Regions from separate parts of the Mus musculus genome. Here region 2 is linked to region 1. The links are chromatin contacts, called in public Micro-C maps. All regions are on one chromosome and are shown on one strand. Each heading gives the region's core, a stretch centred on a gene start, on an enhancer-like site or on the middle of the called end of the contact. The rest is flanking DNA. Distances are from core to core; before and after follow the strand shown. Region 1 overlaps Ptprd (protein tyrosine phosphatase, receptor type, D). Region 2 overlaps Ptprd (protein tyrosine phosphatase, receptor type, D).

Region 1 (2,950 bases), core at 344-2,843:
AATACCTATAAATGTATATGATTTTCATTCATTAAAAATTATAAAATATATTTAAATATTGTGAGCCTGACAGTGAGGGACTAGAAGAGGCTTCAGAATATCTTCTCATCCATTCTGTCAGCTATCAACTTTTCAAGATCAATTATTATGAATATCACTGAAAGTCATTCAATGGCTAAACTTGTCTCTAAAATTTGTACAAAGGGAACAAGGCCAAGAAAAGATAAATGATTAAAACACTTCTTTTCTGATCCAAAGGTGGACATATCCGAATAGTCATAAACTTCCTAGAAAATGTATATATGTCTGTTTAATCATCTTAATGTCATTGCAAAATGAATTCCTTTTACAAAATAAAAATTCCAATTATCATGTGAATAACTAAAAGCAAATGGCAATTTTATTCTGAAAAAAAATCTCACTTTACTTCAAACATATGTTTTTAAACATATTTAGATTAGTATAGTCTGATTTTATTGTACTGACTATGGCTAAGTCTAAATTGAAGATGCATGTTGAAAATACAGCAGGCTAGCAAACAAAATTCAAGGGAGCTAACCTTTCTTATAAATAGCGATATGGGCAAAGAAACGAATAAAGATGGTATGCTCTGAAAGATTCCCCTATTCCAAGATAGATATTAAAAACAAGCAGAACACCTTACTCAATAATTTTGAGAGTGGATAGAACATAAAAGAATCTGTATGATACTGGAAGTTTCTACATTTCTCTCTGCAGTCCTCTATTTCATCCAGCTGGGGAAATTTGGTTGAAATTGTAGCATACAATGCTATGGTTCTTAACCGCTCCCGCAGCCTACAGAACAGCAGCAATTCTGCCAGCGAAACACAATAAAGAACAAATGCTCGCCCCTAATCTCATTTTACATACACTCAAGTAACAGAACATGAGGGGAGAAAATGAATTTCTCTGAGACGGCTCCAAAAGCGTAGACGTCTGAAGAACGTATTTTTCTGTCTGTGGAATTAGCAAATACAGACATTGAATTACAGCTGTGAGACTTTTGTTCCCACTCTAACTGCACTGAACCTCTGAGCTTCCTGAATGTCGGGGAAAAAAACAAACCATCACCCCACACCAGTGAATATAAGAAATATAATAAACTAAGTCCAAGTCTAATTACATCAAAGTAAAACTCAGAGCTGCATTGTATTGGAAACCTAGCAAAATCTAGTTATTGTTGTAGTGCTAAAGCATGAGTGAAAAAAATGAAAAGAAAAACAAAATCATAAAGATGCCATTAGACACTGAATTCAGGGGTGGGATTGTGTGCATTATTTATCTTCGACTCCAGAGTCTTACAAAGTTCCTGGCACATCTGAAGAAGCCAGTCAATGGTAGCCACCGGAGATCAGCTGTGTTTAGCTTACAAAGCACAAAGGCCTCTAATAAAGCAGGCGGTAATGCTTTTACGATTATTTACAAAATACATAATAATTTTCAAATTGGTCTTTCTTCTTGTGTGTGATATGTGAAAAAAAAATGAGCAGCTGTATGCCCCAGAGTTGGTCTATGACTAACAACAATTTGAATCCTTGCTCTGTGGCACTGAAGGTAGTTGCTGTGGCAATTATTATGGAGCAAAGCCAGGAAGGCTGTAACTCTTTCAAAAGCAACTGATACGAAGGACAGATGAAGTCTTAGGGAAACACAGTGTTCTTTTCATCCAAATGTTTTAATAATAAAACCGGAGGGAGAATGAGACTGAAGTTGCTGGCCTGTGAAAGATAATGGTGAGGTTTTGGATCGAGCAAGAGACAATCTTCCTATCCAACAGCGGGGAGAGCAACTGGTTCAAGGGCAGCTTGGGGTACACAGTAATACCTTGTCTCAAAACAAACAAACAAACAAAGAAACAAACAAACAGGAATATATAAAATATGTCAAACAAATTCAGTATTTACTTACAACTTCATTGATTCATGTTCTTTCTCTCTTTCTTTCTTTCTTTCTTTCTTTCTTTCTTTCTTTCTTTCTCTCTCTCTCTCTCTCTCTCTCTCTCTCTCTTTCATTTGTTTGTTTGTTTGTTTGTTTTTCAAGACAGGGTTTCTCTGTATAGTCCTGGCTGTCTTGGAACTCACTCTGTAGACCAGGCTGGCCTCGAACTCAGAAATCCACCTGCCTCTGCCTCCCAAGTGCTGGGATTAAAGGCGTGCGCCACCACGCCCGGCCTATGTTCTTTCTACTAATAAAAATTCCCTACTTTGGGGCTAGAGAGCAGTATCAGTTGTTAAGAGTACTTATTCTTGTAGAGGATCTAGTTTTAGTTCTAGCACCTACAGTGTGACTCATAACCACCTACTGTGCAGTATTTAGTACCTTCTTCTGCCCTCTGCGGACACTTGCACTCTGGAGGTGCACATACTCATACATATAAAATATATTTAATAAATATTTTAGAATTAAAAAAATCACATGTTAAATCAGAATTTTTTGATGAAACACCAAATTACTCATTCAGTTTCCAATCTGGATTCCCATAAAAAAGGCAAGAGAAGTTAGCACAATTTTAAGATCTACTATAATACACTGTATTTTCCTCAGAAATATTTTCCTTTATCTAGAGTGTCTACTCAGAAAACATCATCTGTCACATGATAGAAAATATGAAAGTTAACTCAGCATCATCACTAAAAGGATCTGTAAAGGCATCCATCTAGCAAAATGCCAGGGACAGACTCGACTAAACGATCCCAGAATCCTCAACCACAACTCCACTTTGGAATCTATGTGCCCCTGCAATAAAACCCCTAGATGTGCAGGGTTTATTTATTTATTTATTTATTTATTCATTCATGCATTCATTTATTTATAAGGTTATTGCAGAATTTCTGAGCTGTGACAAGGATCAATACTGCAAGAAGAGAAAAGAAAGAAACAAGGAAATCAATGCCCCACTTGCACAATAACATCCACCATTACCAACAAT
Region 2 (3,043 bases), core at 386-2,885, 420 kb after region 1:
CTAACTCATCTCTGATTTTTCTGTATGCCTTGGAAAATGAATGAGAGAGCATTCAAGTGGGAACAGAGACTGTTCAAGATTATAGAAAAGTCCCAAAGGGACACTGGGAACTGCAAAGACTTTGGCAAAGCTATAATATGTGTCTTTCGAGATGAGTAAGGGGAAAGAGGAAATGACTGTGGATGGTAAGGGAGCAAGACAAAAGGGTTTGAAAGGACACCAAGAATCAGGTGGCTTTGTTTAAGTATTTTTTCAAGGTTTGCAAACAGGGGTAACAGAAGCCAAATTCAAGTATGTTCTAGATAATAATGAAAGTTCAATCCAAATCAGCTTAGACAACTGTTGCTTGAAATCAGGGATTGCATACTTTCATTATAAGAATTATTTTTAAACATCACTTATTAACTACAAAAATTAAGTGTAGTGACACTTCCCTTAATTCTAGCACTCAAGAGGTACAGGCGGGAGGCTCAAGAGGTCAACGCCATCCTCAGCTGCTGAGCCAGTTAAAAACCAGCCTGGGATACAGGAGAGCCTGTCTCAAACAACAACAAAGGTGCTACATAACTGTGGGGGAAAAAAATCTCAGCACATGTTACCCACACAAGGTGATAGTTTCTGAATATCAATACAAGCATTTTCTTGGGGTTTGTTAAAGGTCAAGCTGACTACAGAACCAAAAAGCAAAGGTAGTCAAAGGCACATAAGAAGCTGCAGCTCAAGCAAAGAAAGGATGCTGGACTGTGCAGACAGAAGAAGTCTAGAAAGAGGCTAGTACTTATTCCAGTACCACCAAGATAAACAGAGAAGATTCAAGAGAAAATAGTCTAAATTATGGACTTTAAAATCAAATGCTAAACTCAGTTTTTCTTCTAAACTTTTTTTTATTTGTTAAAAAAAATTTCATCAGTTTCAGGTTGCACCTGGAAAACAAAGTCATACTCACATATATTTAGGCCACCATTGCTTAAAAGTAGTAACTAAGCAAGCATATGAGATTTGTTAAATTTGCTACTCTCAATTTCTAAGTATTTTTTAAGTATTTTTATGTAAAGACGTTTATTACGAACCAAAATGTGGATACGTTCTCAGCACAAAGAAAATAGTGCTGCCCCATCCTTCCTAGAGGTTATGGTTAATAGATTAATTTATAGAAAAGTTTGTGGCTAAATAACCCAGTGTTTGCATTGTGAGAAACATTTTGGAAACTTGGACCCAAAGGACTTAAATGTTAAGACACAAAAAAGCTCATAAAAGAAGAAAAGCATTCTCCATGTGACTTTATGTACCATGTCTGATTTAAAACTTCAGGGTGCCCTGCTGTCAAGAAAACAAATAATTATCCAAAGCATCACACAAATATACCATCCTGAATTTTATTCTTTAGAAAACCATAATTAGTCAGAAATAGTTATCTGAAACATTATTCCACTCCCTACCCCAAAACAGTCCCTAATAAGCTCCTATAAAATAGGTTAAATGGAGAAAAAAAATAATCAACTTGCCCATCTGTTATTGATAATAAAATTATCAAGAGAGCAGTAAATGCAAATATTTTAGAAGCCATTCTAACGGACGAAAGTTCCCAGATAACCGTGCAGTAGGCTGGCTGCCAGCAAGCAGAGCAGGTATGCGCCACCCCCTTGGCAGAGCTCCACCTCTTTGAAGGGAGGCTGCTCTTTGGAGATTCCTGCTTGATTTATACTTCGCTTTATAAAAATGCTTTTGATTCCTAGTGGGTAGTATGAAAGTGCCAGGTTTTATTACTTTAAAATCATTTTTGGTACAGATCCTTCACCTAACCATATCCAGGACTGAGTCCAACTCTCGTCACTGCCTTGGAAACCCCACATAGCAGAGCTGGAAAGCAACAACAGCCAAAGGTCAACTGCCCAAACCCCTGTAGGGAAGAGTGTTTCTCAGTAGAATAAGGAAGAGACTCTTCAGAATGGGCAGAGAGACCCTACAGATGCTTATATTTTTCATAAATGTGTGCCAAAGAAACTGAACTTGCTTGCCATGTGTGAGATATATTTTTTAACTTTTGTTTTTTGTTCTGTTTTGTTCTTTTGTTTTTTTGTTTTGATTTTTGATTTTTTTTTGTTTTTTTGGTTTTCTTTTTTTTTTGTACACAAGAAAGAGGAGCTTAAGTGTGAAACAGATAGTTTAGTTGCTTACACTGCCTGACATAATTCTGGCCCTCATAATACCTTGAGCTCTCAATCTTGAGCTCAGTCCTAAACAGTTTTTCTTCCTCTGAAACTGTAACATAGAAATACTAATTAATGAGCATTTAATATACATAATATTAGTTTAGGGATTAGATGTAATACTGAAAGGAAGGAACCAAACAGAATGTCTAGCACCGCAGTAAGTACTCAGTACATTTTATCAACTACCACTAACAGCAACTACCACTAACATGACCACGAAAACACGGTGATCACTATCATTAGTGATCAATATCAACAATACTAATGGAAGTTTTCTCCAAAGAGGAATGCTGAATTCTTTCTCAAGAGTCCCAAGTTTTTTCAAGGGACTCAGCCTAGGGCATCCACATAACTTAGGCTGCCACTAAGCTATATCTCCTGTACCTCCAGCTTATCATCATAGGCATATATTTACAGTGGTTCTCAACCTCCCTAATTCTGTGACCGTTGAATACAGTTCCTCATGTTGTGGTGCCCCTCCCCATTACAAAATTATTTAATCACTGTAATTCTGCTACTATAATGAATGTTCATGTAAATATCCAATATATATGGTAATCTGATACGGGACCTTTATGGGGGTTGCAACCCAGAGACTGAGCACCTTTGGCTTATGATGAATTTATTCTTTACATTCATGATTTAAATTAAATACAACTCAAATTCAAATCCTTAGTTCCATTCAATCCAAAGAAAAAGACAGAGTAAGTGAGTTGGGCATTAGTTGGTTAGACAACACTTAGAAAGACTTCAATGATCACAAATTGATACAATAGACATAGAGGAAAGAGGGATTCTTGGAATCATATCTGAGAAGCAGAAAATCCCAC

What was found. Hi-C and Micro-C count contacts between places; a contact is called where the count stands out from the background.
Region 2: a Micro-C map of granulosa cells shows a contact between it and region 1, with 3 times the contacts expected there. The contact joins two enhancer-like sites. A contact is called at or near these places in 8 of 484 Hi-C or Micro-C datasets (the C2C12 cell line, cardiomyocytes, granulosa cells and 2 more) and 5 of 115 datasets of contacts at active chromatin or transcription factors (embryonic basal ganglia, embryonic forebrain, embryonic midbrain and 2 more).

What each region holds. Positions count from the first base shown.
Region 1 is chr4:76,023,043-76,025,992 of GRCm38.p6, forward strand. All of the region lies in intron 29 of Ptprd (protein tyrosine phosphatase, receptor type, D), which reads right to left. Among named protein-coding and RNA genes, the nearest start is that of Gm46893, 310 kb to the right of the region's middle. Within about 2 kb of position 1,594, at least 4 of the 459 cell types and tissues checked have an H3K27ac peak or open chromatin away from gene starts, as enhancers often do. A contact at or near this core is called in granulosa cells, where this site is marked.
Region 2 is chr4:76,439,351-76,442,393 of GRCm38.p6, forward strand. All of the region lies in intron 10 of Ptprd (protein tyrosine phosphatase, receptor type, D), which reads right to left. Among named protein-coding and RNA genes, the nearest start is that of Gm42303, 10 kb to the right of the region's middle. Within about 2 kb of position 1,636, at least 23 of the 459 cell types and tissues checked have an H3K27ac peak or open chromatin away from gene starts, as enhancers often do. A contact at or near this core is called in granulosa cells, where this site is marked.